Regions from separate parts of the Gasterosteus aculeatus genome. Here region 1 is linked to region 2. A link is a contact called in public Hi-C data. All regions are on one chromosome and are shown on one strand. The core of a region is the stretch at or near the end of the contact, and the rest is flanking DNA. Distances in the headings are between cores, read along the strand shown.

Region 1 (4,768 bases), core at 2,074-4,573, 77 kb before region 2:
GACCATGTTCTGCCACGGGGCCAGAGTAGGGTTCTACCAAGGTGACATTTCTCTTCTAATGGATGACATTAAAACTCTCAAGCCCACCTTCTTTCCCGTTGTTCCCCGTTTACTCAATCGAATCTATGACAAGGTAAGTCGACCTCTTGTCACCGTTAACCCGGCACCCGTTCGGCGACGTTTTAACCCTGGTTTCCGCTTTGTGCCGATTTCGACGAAAGATCCTGAGTTCGGCGACCTCTCCGCTGCGACGGGCGTTGCTTCACTTCGCCGTGAGGAGAAAGCAGGCCGAGCTCAGCAGTGGCGTCGTCCGCAACGACAGTCTGTGGGACAAACTGGTGTTCAACAGGATTCAGGTCCGTTTACTGGGAGCTCCACGCTGTATCCACCTGGATCTTGTTTTGCCACGTGCTCTGTCGGGGTAACGTGTGTCTGGAGTAAACCTACGGGCCTCTTTGGGAATCCGCCCGATGGGTTTTCCCCCCGTTTCGTTAATCCAGGACTGCTTATCTGCCACTGTTTGTATCGGTACATGTAGACCAGCAGTCAGGCAAATATATTTACAAGAGGCCCACAACTATTCCAGTATCCAATGCCAAATTCACACACGGCATATTGGTCCTGTGGGAGGGTATTGGAGAAGAATGCGCACACACACACACACAGATTTTGGCTTATTCTGGTCAAATACAGATGGGAAGATCCAGTGTAGGTTGAAAACAGAATTTTGTTTGTACCCACAATATGTTTACGTTTGACCCGTTTTCCATAAATACCCCACCGCTTGTGTTTCAGGCTAGTTTAGGAGGTAATCTGCGGTTTGCCCTGACTGCTTCAGCACCCATCTCCCCCACTGTGCTGTCCTTCCTCAGAGCCACTCTGGGCTGTCTGATCTTTGAGGGCTACGGCCAGACCGAGTGCACCGCAGGCTGCACCTTCTCCATGCCGGGAGACTGGAGCGCGGGTGAGACGCCGTCCCATCCGCTCGTGCTTCGGTGCTGGTTGCTCTTGTCCTCCATGTGGGTGTGTCTCTCTTGTCAGGTCATGTCGGTGCTCCTTTGCCCTGTGCCAGGGTGAAGCTGGTGGACATCCCCGACATGAACTACTACGCCAAGAACGGCGATGGAGAGGTGAGGCGACCTGTGACGCACGCCGCCGCATCACGCGGCGCAGAGATGGACTGACGCTCATCCCGGCTTTGTCCTGTTAGATCTGCATCAGCGGGCCCAGTGTGTTCAGAGGTTACCTGAAGGACCCGGAAAAGACGGCCGAAGCCTTGGACAGCGACGGCTGGCTGCACAGCGGCGACGTGGGCCAGTGGCTTCCAGTAAGATTGCACACAGCAATTAGCTTGACGCTGTCAGCTGTCGTCTTTTAGACTGAAGTGTCCCCGCGTGTCTTCTGCCAGAACGGGACGCTTCGCATCATTGACAGGAAGAAGCACATCTTCAAGCTGTCCCAGGGCGAGTACATCGCCCCAGAGAAGATCGAAAACGTCTACACGCGGTGTGTTCCTGTGCTGCAGGTGTTTGTGCACGGAGACAGTTTACAGGTACAATTTGATGGACTTTATCGGTTTTTAAAAACATTTTTTCTGTGCTTCAGGTTTTTCATTTTTCTCTTGTATTTCGTGTCACCAGTCTTATCTCATAGGCATAGTCGTACCTGATCCTGAGGTGTTTGTGGATTGGGCTAAAGGCCGAGGATTTGTGGGATCCTATGAAGAGCTCTGCCAGAACCCTGTAGGTCATCTAAAGCAAACTTTCTTAACCATTTTACCTTTTTGAAATCATCCCAGACAAAACTGAGTTATTGATCTTTCAATAGGATTTGAAGAATGCAGTATTGGAGGACATGAACGCGGTGGGGAAGAAAGCGGGGCTAAAGTCCTTTGAACAAGTGAGGAGTCTCTGCTGACATTGGGCTCGATGAAAATCTGCAACCAACCAACTTTACAAGACTCACCGTTGTTGTGCTTTTGTCCTCCACCTTTCTCTCAGGTGAAGGACCTTCATTTGCATCCAGAGACGTTCAGCATCGCCAACGGCCTTCTCACCCCGACGCTCAAAAGCAGACGCGCTGACATCCGCAGAACCTTTCAGATACAAATATCAAGCATGTACAGCAAGACGGCCTTTTGAGGGAGGCCACACACTAAGGTCACTGGTGTCCAATGAGGGATAACAAAAAATAAGGGACAGGGACACAGGACAAGACACTGCCTTATTTAAAAATATACAACGATCATTTGGAATCAGTCTTTCATTCAAATCCACCTGCTGCATACATCTCTACTGTGTTAACTTCACATGAAAAATAACAGATTGGGACCAAACCACTTTGTTTTAAATTCCAATTTCCCTGTTGTCTAGGTCACTCACAGTTGTAACTGACTGGGAGATTTTACTGATACATAAATATTGTATAGTTGTAGAGATACAAATAAACCTGCACAGACCTTAAGTTAGACATCCAATTCACACAGTCCTGATCTTTTTAAGAACTTAACTTTAGGGTTGTCGGGCCCTTGTATCACCTTGACGTAAGCTTTTCATGAACACTCTTGATCGAGCGCGTCTACTGGGTATTCCTCCTGCCAGTTCTGCAAGATTTCATAAACAAGTGAACATGTAATCATCACATGAAAACTAAATGACTTGAAAGGTTGAACTGTACATATTGCATAGGACATTCGCTAACAGGACACTACTGACTAGTTCCAGTAAAGAAGCTGAACACAAATAAAGATTAGTAACAGATTTCTTTTGTGGTTTCAATTCTCGGCAAAAATACGACACACAGCACACAGCTATTCTCAGTTAATTTATTTCACAATAGACTATACATTACAATGATGGTTAAATTCATAATTTCACAGATTTAGTACAATACATGAAAGAAAATTGGTCTAGTCTATTAATTACTTGGTGTGAAGATTTCTCTTCACTTAACTTCATTATTTCCAAAAACCTTCATTAATGCACATGTGTAAGTAAAATAAAAACTATTTGTTTTAGTAATTTCAAAATATGTGTAAGAATAAATAGTTAAGTTCTTGGTATGAAACCCCTTCACATGATATTGGAACAACGTGTGTATCCACAGGTCATACGTGTCGATACTGAGGCCGTACCTGATGGAAACACAGGAGTGCAATGATTTGGTTCAAAACTCATGGAAATGTGTTGCTAACAAACAAACGGAACCACAACATAAAGGATGGATGTGTGAACGGTTATGATTGATATCTTCCACTAGAGGGAGCACCAGCCTTTGTTTTTGATCAGACTTCATACAGCAGCTTGTTCTCTTCGGGTGCGAGTGGTCGACCTTTCAACACTGCTGCACAACCTCCCTCCGCTCCGTCCACAGGCAGCACAACGTAGGCACTTCATGCGCAGGTGATTGTCAAACCGTTCTAATAAACCCCAATGACAAGGCCTCATAACATGGCACAATGCTGGACTTCGCCAAAGGCCGAAATACACACTTACATTTTATTGCCGGGAACCTACAGTATATTGCATAACATTCCGCTTGTAGTTTTTATTGTTTAAAACGTAGGCCATTAAAAGACAGTTTTAAAATTTCTTAGTGACATTGCAGACTAATGACAACGTTCCTGCTCTAGAAGCAAATGCTAATAGTCAACTCTGTCACCACAAAGTGTACCCTTGTAAATTAGTTCTGACGAGAACAGTTTGATTCCTTAAAAAAAAAATAATGAAAAAAAACATTGGCTTATAATGCTGCACGTCGCTAATGGCTTAGTTTAATGTGGCATTTCAGCTTCTGTAGAAAGTGTCTGTAGAAAGGATAAAACATGGGATTGTAGCGCAAGAGGAGGGGGGTGGGGGGAGAGGGGGGGTGATGAGGCCGCAAGGAAACAATCTGATTATCAGGTTAAGGCTAATGCCGTCCGTTTGAACTGCACGAAGGAGCATGAAAAGACTGCAATCCATTCAGAGAGGCATGAAAGGAACCCTTCCCGGTTTTCGACGGTCCTCCCTCAGTCGTCGGCAACAATGGACAGAGCACGCAACTCGCTGAGCTTGGCCTCGGTCTCCCTCTCCCTCTGCTCGTCTGTCAGCCCTGCCTGGTCGATCTGGTCCGTTAACTCGCTGAAGATCTTGTACATTTCGGTATAGTAGACAACCTGGGGAGCGGGGAGGGGAAAAGAAAATGGTCCTGTCAGATGGAAAGTGGGGAGGGTCCACGGACCTTTCTTACAAGCCTCTGAGGGGGAAAAACTCCAACAAATTCATATCCGGACTCTGCTAGCACGATCTAACCTTGCTCTTACTCACGCTAGTCTGAAGCTGCTGGTCTCGTACCTCTTCAACTCTGCTAATGAGAAGTGATTTGAAAGGAGAAGAGGGAGCCCACGGATATCAAACAACTCCGACAAAGCCCCAAAAACCCCGATACTTCAGTGGGTAGTGACCCTGCTTTTCTCTCCCGATCTGAACAAGAGATAGAGAGTGTTTACTGAAAGCTTTCTTGACACTTCCCACCCCTGCTTCTTCCCCACAGTTCATGAGTCAAGCTCCCTAGAGAGTTGCTTTGATGATTAATAGACTTTAATCACATTACAAGACTCCAGAAGAGTAGGCAGAGAATGAAAGTACTGGGAAATACAACCCCTTAAACCTCCTCCCCCCCACATACACACACACACACACATCTTCATATTAATTCACGCAGCGATGCATTTGATACCACGCACTCAAGGGCACCATAGACTTCTCAGAAATTACACGTGTGTCCT
Region 2 (4,834 bases), core at 1,341-3,840:
GGGATCCTGCATGGGTGGACATGTAGGCTTTCCTAGGAATGACAGGGTCTGTTAAAGAGGAACCCCACCCTCGCTTTCTCCGGCATGCCAACACAGAGGAGAGTGGGCAGCGCTGAGACGGCAGCCTGCCGTGGGCACTGCCAGGCTTAAAGCTGCCCTGTCGTCATCAGAGGCTTGCAGAAAAGAACGCTGAGATTCACCGGAAAAAAAAAAGAGGAGGGGGATCGTTGCATTTAAATCCTCTCTCAACGCCCCCACATGTTTTAGCAAAGCATAAAAATCATTCACAGAGAGAGAGAAAGCGAAAAAGAAAAAGATAGAGGGAAATAGAGAGGAAACAGCTATTAGCAGCAGTAAGCAAGCTCAAGAGATCATAGTGAGGCAGCTCTAATCGCAGTAATGGTTTAAACCCTCATTCCATCCAACCAGATGCAAGAAATGTCTACCTAAAAACAAGGCTTTGAAATCCCCCGTGTCTAAGAGGGTGCCCTGTGGCTATGGTCCTTACTAAAAAAACAACTCCAAAACTGTCTCCACTTTTAGTAACTACGAGGTAAAGATAGCTCCTGCGGCCTCACGGCGGCTACATGGGGGAATGATGAGCGCGCCTGTGTCATGATAAAGATTAAGTCTAATGTCATGGACCCCAAGATTGGTGTCAGTAGACTAGGAAACGTCAAAATGTTGTCATGGATGAGAGCGAACTATCTGCCCTCCACAATAGACAAGTTATTTATTTAGTCAGTTTTATAAAAGGCCAAAGACATCACTGTTTATTGAGGAGGCTTACGTCTGCTAAATGATGGACTGACGAACAGGAAAAAGTATCCAGGATAAATCCAGACCTCATGATGGACTCATTATGATGGATGAAGGGCCTTTTTTTACCTGCCGACACTGTAATATCCAAAGTAATTACAATGAAATCAACGGTATTATATTAGTGAATAATGAGAAAATGTAATTGAAAGTGAAAAGTGTCCAAACTAAACGAAATTCAATCATGCTGTTGACAAAGTGTATTAAAAGCTTAATTAAGCACATCGCTTTAATAAGGTGGAAACTCAAACGTTCTTTAGCTTTGCCAAAAGCACACCTGGATCAGGTGTCATGCAGCCAAATATACAGTATACACCGCTTTTTAATCCTTTCTAGTTCTGAGTTCTTTGGTTATTTTTGGAATCGTCTTAATTTCCCCTGTTCTTTTCTTCTTTTCTTCAGGCAAAGCTTCATCTGACACATTTTCTGTCCTGTAGCCAAAGAGGTTGGTTTCCAAAGAGCTTCCAACAACATTAAAAAACGTATCCTTTCCTTTCGGTCGGAAAGAAATCCTAGAAGCATTTTGGCACTTACAGAATATATTAATGTTGAATTGAGATACCGAGGGCCTATATTTTAACATAATTATTTTGCATCTCTATCAAACAAAGTAACAATGGAAACATTGTTTAAACATGAGGATCTTTTGTATATCAGGGGAGACGATCAGTGCCAAACATTGTTTTGCTCATGTGATTCAAAGGTGCGCTGACTTTCTGACCTCTTAAAACAACACAACAGAGGAGTTCTCACACTTTTCTAACTAAGATATGTATCTTGTTGGTCCATTTACACATTTGGCTCCTTATCCCTGCCAGTGTCTTCAATGACCGATGTTGACGGACTGGTTTCCCTCCTTCAGACAAATTGCATCCGCTTGTGAGACTGAAAAAAGGCAGTATTTCCTCCAAAGAATTAACTTTAATTTCGACAAAGACACTAATTATGTAATACTGTCAAGAGCATTAGGTCTCACGTTAACATATGATGGTCATTGTCTGTTGCTTGGGATAAATAAGTTAAAATTAGTGTTTCAGATAATTTGCTGTCAGTTAATTTAACAAAATTTTGTGTATTGCATTCCACTCGAACACTGAAAGTGCAAAACTATTTAGGCTTTTTAAAAGGGATTAATGCCCATAGACAGCAGACTTCTCAAAAGTTTTGAGATTAGGGACTAAAAGTGGGAGCGATGTGGAAAAAGACGCTGTGTGGAGCGGTTCCTCTCTTCGGTGATAAGATTTAAAAAACATATTGGTGCCAAGATGAAAAACGCAATGTGAACAGTCTTGTATTCTTCAATCACGGTACATGTTTTAAAAAACCCAGAGCGTTCCTGTAATAATATGGTCAGCTCTGTTTGATTTCCAAATGTTGCATGAGCCTAAAGTTGTTGTTACACTTTAGGATCCATTAAAGTGTTTTCTTTTGAGGCATTTGACGCTTCACTGAGACGCAAGCCAGGTTTCGCGAACACATACGTTTTGAGTGTCGAATCGCTGCTCTGAAGTTTGAACACAGAAATCTGCGGTCTCCGTGGCCCTTTGCTTTTGTTTTCGGCTGAGAGCACCTATTTAGAGGCGGCTTTATGGGAGTACTGCCCGTCGCGCTCCACTCCAATTACTCAGCAGGCATGCTTCCCGTCCCAGTAATGAAGTGGGTGTTACAGTGGGTGGATTTGAAACTGAGCGGCCACTATATTCTGTATTCCCGCTACTGGGTGCAAAGGGATGAGTGGCGGAGAACAGCAGCGGCTCTGGACGCTCCGGACGGAGCGCGCGTCGGACCCGCGGAACAAACCGCGGAACCGAAGCCAACGATCTGATCACCCTTCAATCGCGCGTGCCTGCTGGAGTGTCTGGAGAAATGGAGAATTACATTTCCAAAAGCCCAGTAGATAAAGTTTGTATTGATTTAATCCAACGTGTAATCTGTTTTGCTGTCCGACACGGATTCTGGCAATAAAAGCGAATCACGTAAGACAGCATTATAGATAATACGACCATAGATCAAATGGAGTTTGGGAGAGAAAAGGGCAATAGATCATGTTGCAGCGAGACTGCTTAGCTCTGGAATTCATAAGCTACCTCCTGAATCGAGGTGGCTTTCAATTTAAGTTTTCAATTTACAGATATCGGATTTGGTGTGCACTTGATCCTTGTGTATCGCGAGCTGTGTCTCTCTCAATTTGTCGCTCAACCACAAAAGAACACGATCCACTGAAGAAAACACATATTTAATATCTGGCATGACAACTAGAGCATTTTTGCTTTGACAAACGTTTCAGATGTATGACCCTTATGTACAGTCGTCCCGTACAAAAACATGTTTTTCTCTGCAGAGTCTGTGGTTTAAAGATAATTTAGGGTCTTTAATGTCAATGTAATTCTCTTCTCAAAATCATTGCCTTTGTTTTTATTTAAGCAAATATCATTTGGACTATTGGAGTGTGCATTTATTAACACAAGCATGAGATGAACGTGTCATCCAAATTCAATATTGAAAGAAAACACTCAAACTTCAAGTTGTAGTTTTGCTGGGTTACGTCCAAACTCTTTCAATAAATTGGTTACAATTAGTGATCTATTTTAGGGTCATGGTTTGAGTTATTTACATAAATAAGTATTTCCCTATTAAATATGAGTTAGTACTAAAGAGTACTGATTCGTAAACTGGTACTGGAAGCAGGCACAGTGTGTGCAGCTCTCTGCAGAAAATCAATTAAGTAACTGCAATCAGAAAATCTGAAAGAAGGATTTTTAATGTCTGTAGCTTCACTACTATCAAACAGAGATTGAAGGATCCATCAGTCAAAATCAATATTAATAGTGTCTACTTTACTATTTATACCATCTGACATTCTGGATAGTTTAAACTATCGATAGGTTACCTTGGTTTATCAGTTGATCATTGAATGACTCACAAGTATGAAGTGCTAGCACCACCCTCTGGTGACATAGATGACCAGTGTACCAGTAATCGATACAGGCAATGCAGATAATACAGGGCTGCATGGAAGCCCCAAACCAGAGATCAGCCTCATATTTAAATGATTACTCAAACCGTATTCAAACCATAGAAGTTTGCAATATGCTGTGGACCTTTATGTTTCTTGTGACCAAAGGCCTGGTCCGTTGAGGTAATGATGCTGGCTTTATCCATTACTGCACTCTAGTGTTGAAAAAACGCGCTTGCGCATCACATAAAATGACCTACACAAAGAAAAAGAAATCTATTAGCAAGAATATTTCAGACCTCTTTGTAGGAATTTGCTTTTGTTTAATACGACAAAAAGGGACGATAAGTAGCCACAAAAAGATTGGATATTGTTACCATATTAAACATGCAGCAAATAGCTTTAGTATCAAAGACATACCAATATATCAATGGAAATCCATTCATAATATTTATGGTGCCAAAGCAGTATGCAGAACAGCAGCACTCGGTTGGTAAAAAAGTCCTTCTTTTGGACAGACAAATGGGTTTTGCTTCTCTCTGTTTAAATCAGTTTGATTCAAATTGTATATAATATAATCTGACAGTTGAGCTGAAAGGAGGCCTGTCGACACTGACAGCTTTGGACAAGTGTCACTTTCACCGCGTTGCTTCTAGTGAATGACGGCTCAGTAGCTGTGTTCTGTGTCAGTCGTCTGTCCAGCAGTAAAGTTCTTAAACTGTAAACTAGTGTTCGCAAGTTATGGAAAGTAACTGTTAACTGACATCAGGGGTACTTCTTAATTAAAGCGCTAATGTAGGAACGTAACTATTAAATATGTCACTGCGTGAGCACCACAGTCTTCATAGATTAGCGATAGCTACATTGATAATTTGAGACAAACATTACCATCTCTGAGAGGTTTTCCACTTGTATTTGCTGCAGGTTTCTTCTTCTGGTTCAGGTGCGGTTGCTGCACAGTGCACAAGCCCACTGTCCTGTGAGGCTGCAAACTTTTTGATTTGACATCATTAGAAGGGGTTAAGAAAACAAAGACGGCACACGTTGCTCATTTTTTAT

The links. A called contact is a pair of places that touch in the nucleus more often than the background predicts.
Region 1: a contact with region 2 is called in a Hi-C map of skeletal muscle, with 5 times the contacts expected there. The contact joins two enhancer-like sites. A contact is called at or near these places in 2 of 6 Hi-C or Micro-C datasets (skeletal muscle and whole body).

What each region holds. Positions count from the first base shown.
Region 1 is chr13:13,784,251-13,789,018 of fGasAcu3.hap1.1, reverse strand. bin3 (bridging integrator 3) reads right to left here. Exons shown (of 9, transcript XM_040196185.2): 9 at 2,811-4,156. The coding sequence ends at 4,010. acsl2 (acyl-CoA synthetase long chain family member 2) reads left to right here. Exons shown (of 21, transcript XM_040196180.2): 13 at 1-133; 14 at 222-356; 15 at 796-964; 16 at 1,042-1,130; 17 at 1,211-1,327; 18 at 1,409-1,552; 19 at 1,641-1,742; 20 at 1,828-1,899; 21 at 2,001-2,756. The coding sequence ends at 2,141. Among protein-coding and RNA genes, the nearest start is that of acsl2, 11 kb to the left of the region's middle. Within about 2 kb of position 3,323, at least 2 of the 9 cell types and tissues checked have open chromatin away from gene starts, as enhancers often do.
Region 2 is chr13:13,706,852-13,711,685 of fGasAcu3.hap1.1, reverse strand. rhobtb2a (Rho related BTB domain containing 2a) reads right to left here. Exons shown (of 11, transcript XM_040195923.2): 11 at 4,816-4,834. Among protein-coding and RNA genes, the nearest start is that of rhobtb2a, 12 kb to the right of the region's middle. Within about 2 kb of position 2,590, at least 1 of the 9 cell types and tissues checked has open chromatin away from gene starts, as enhancers often do.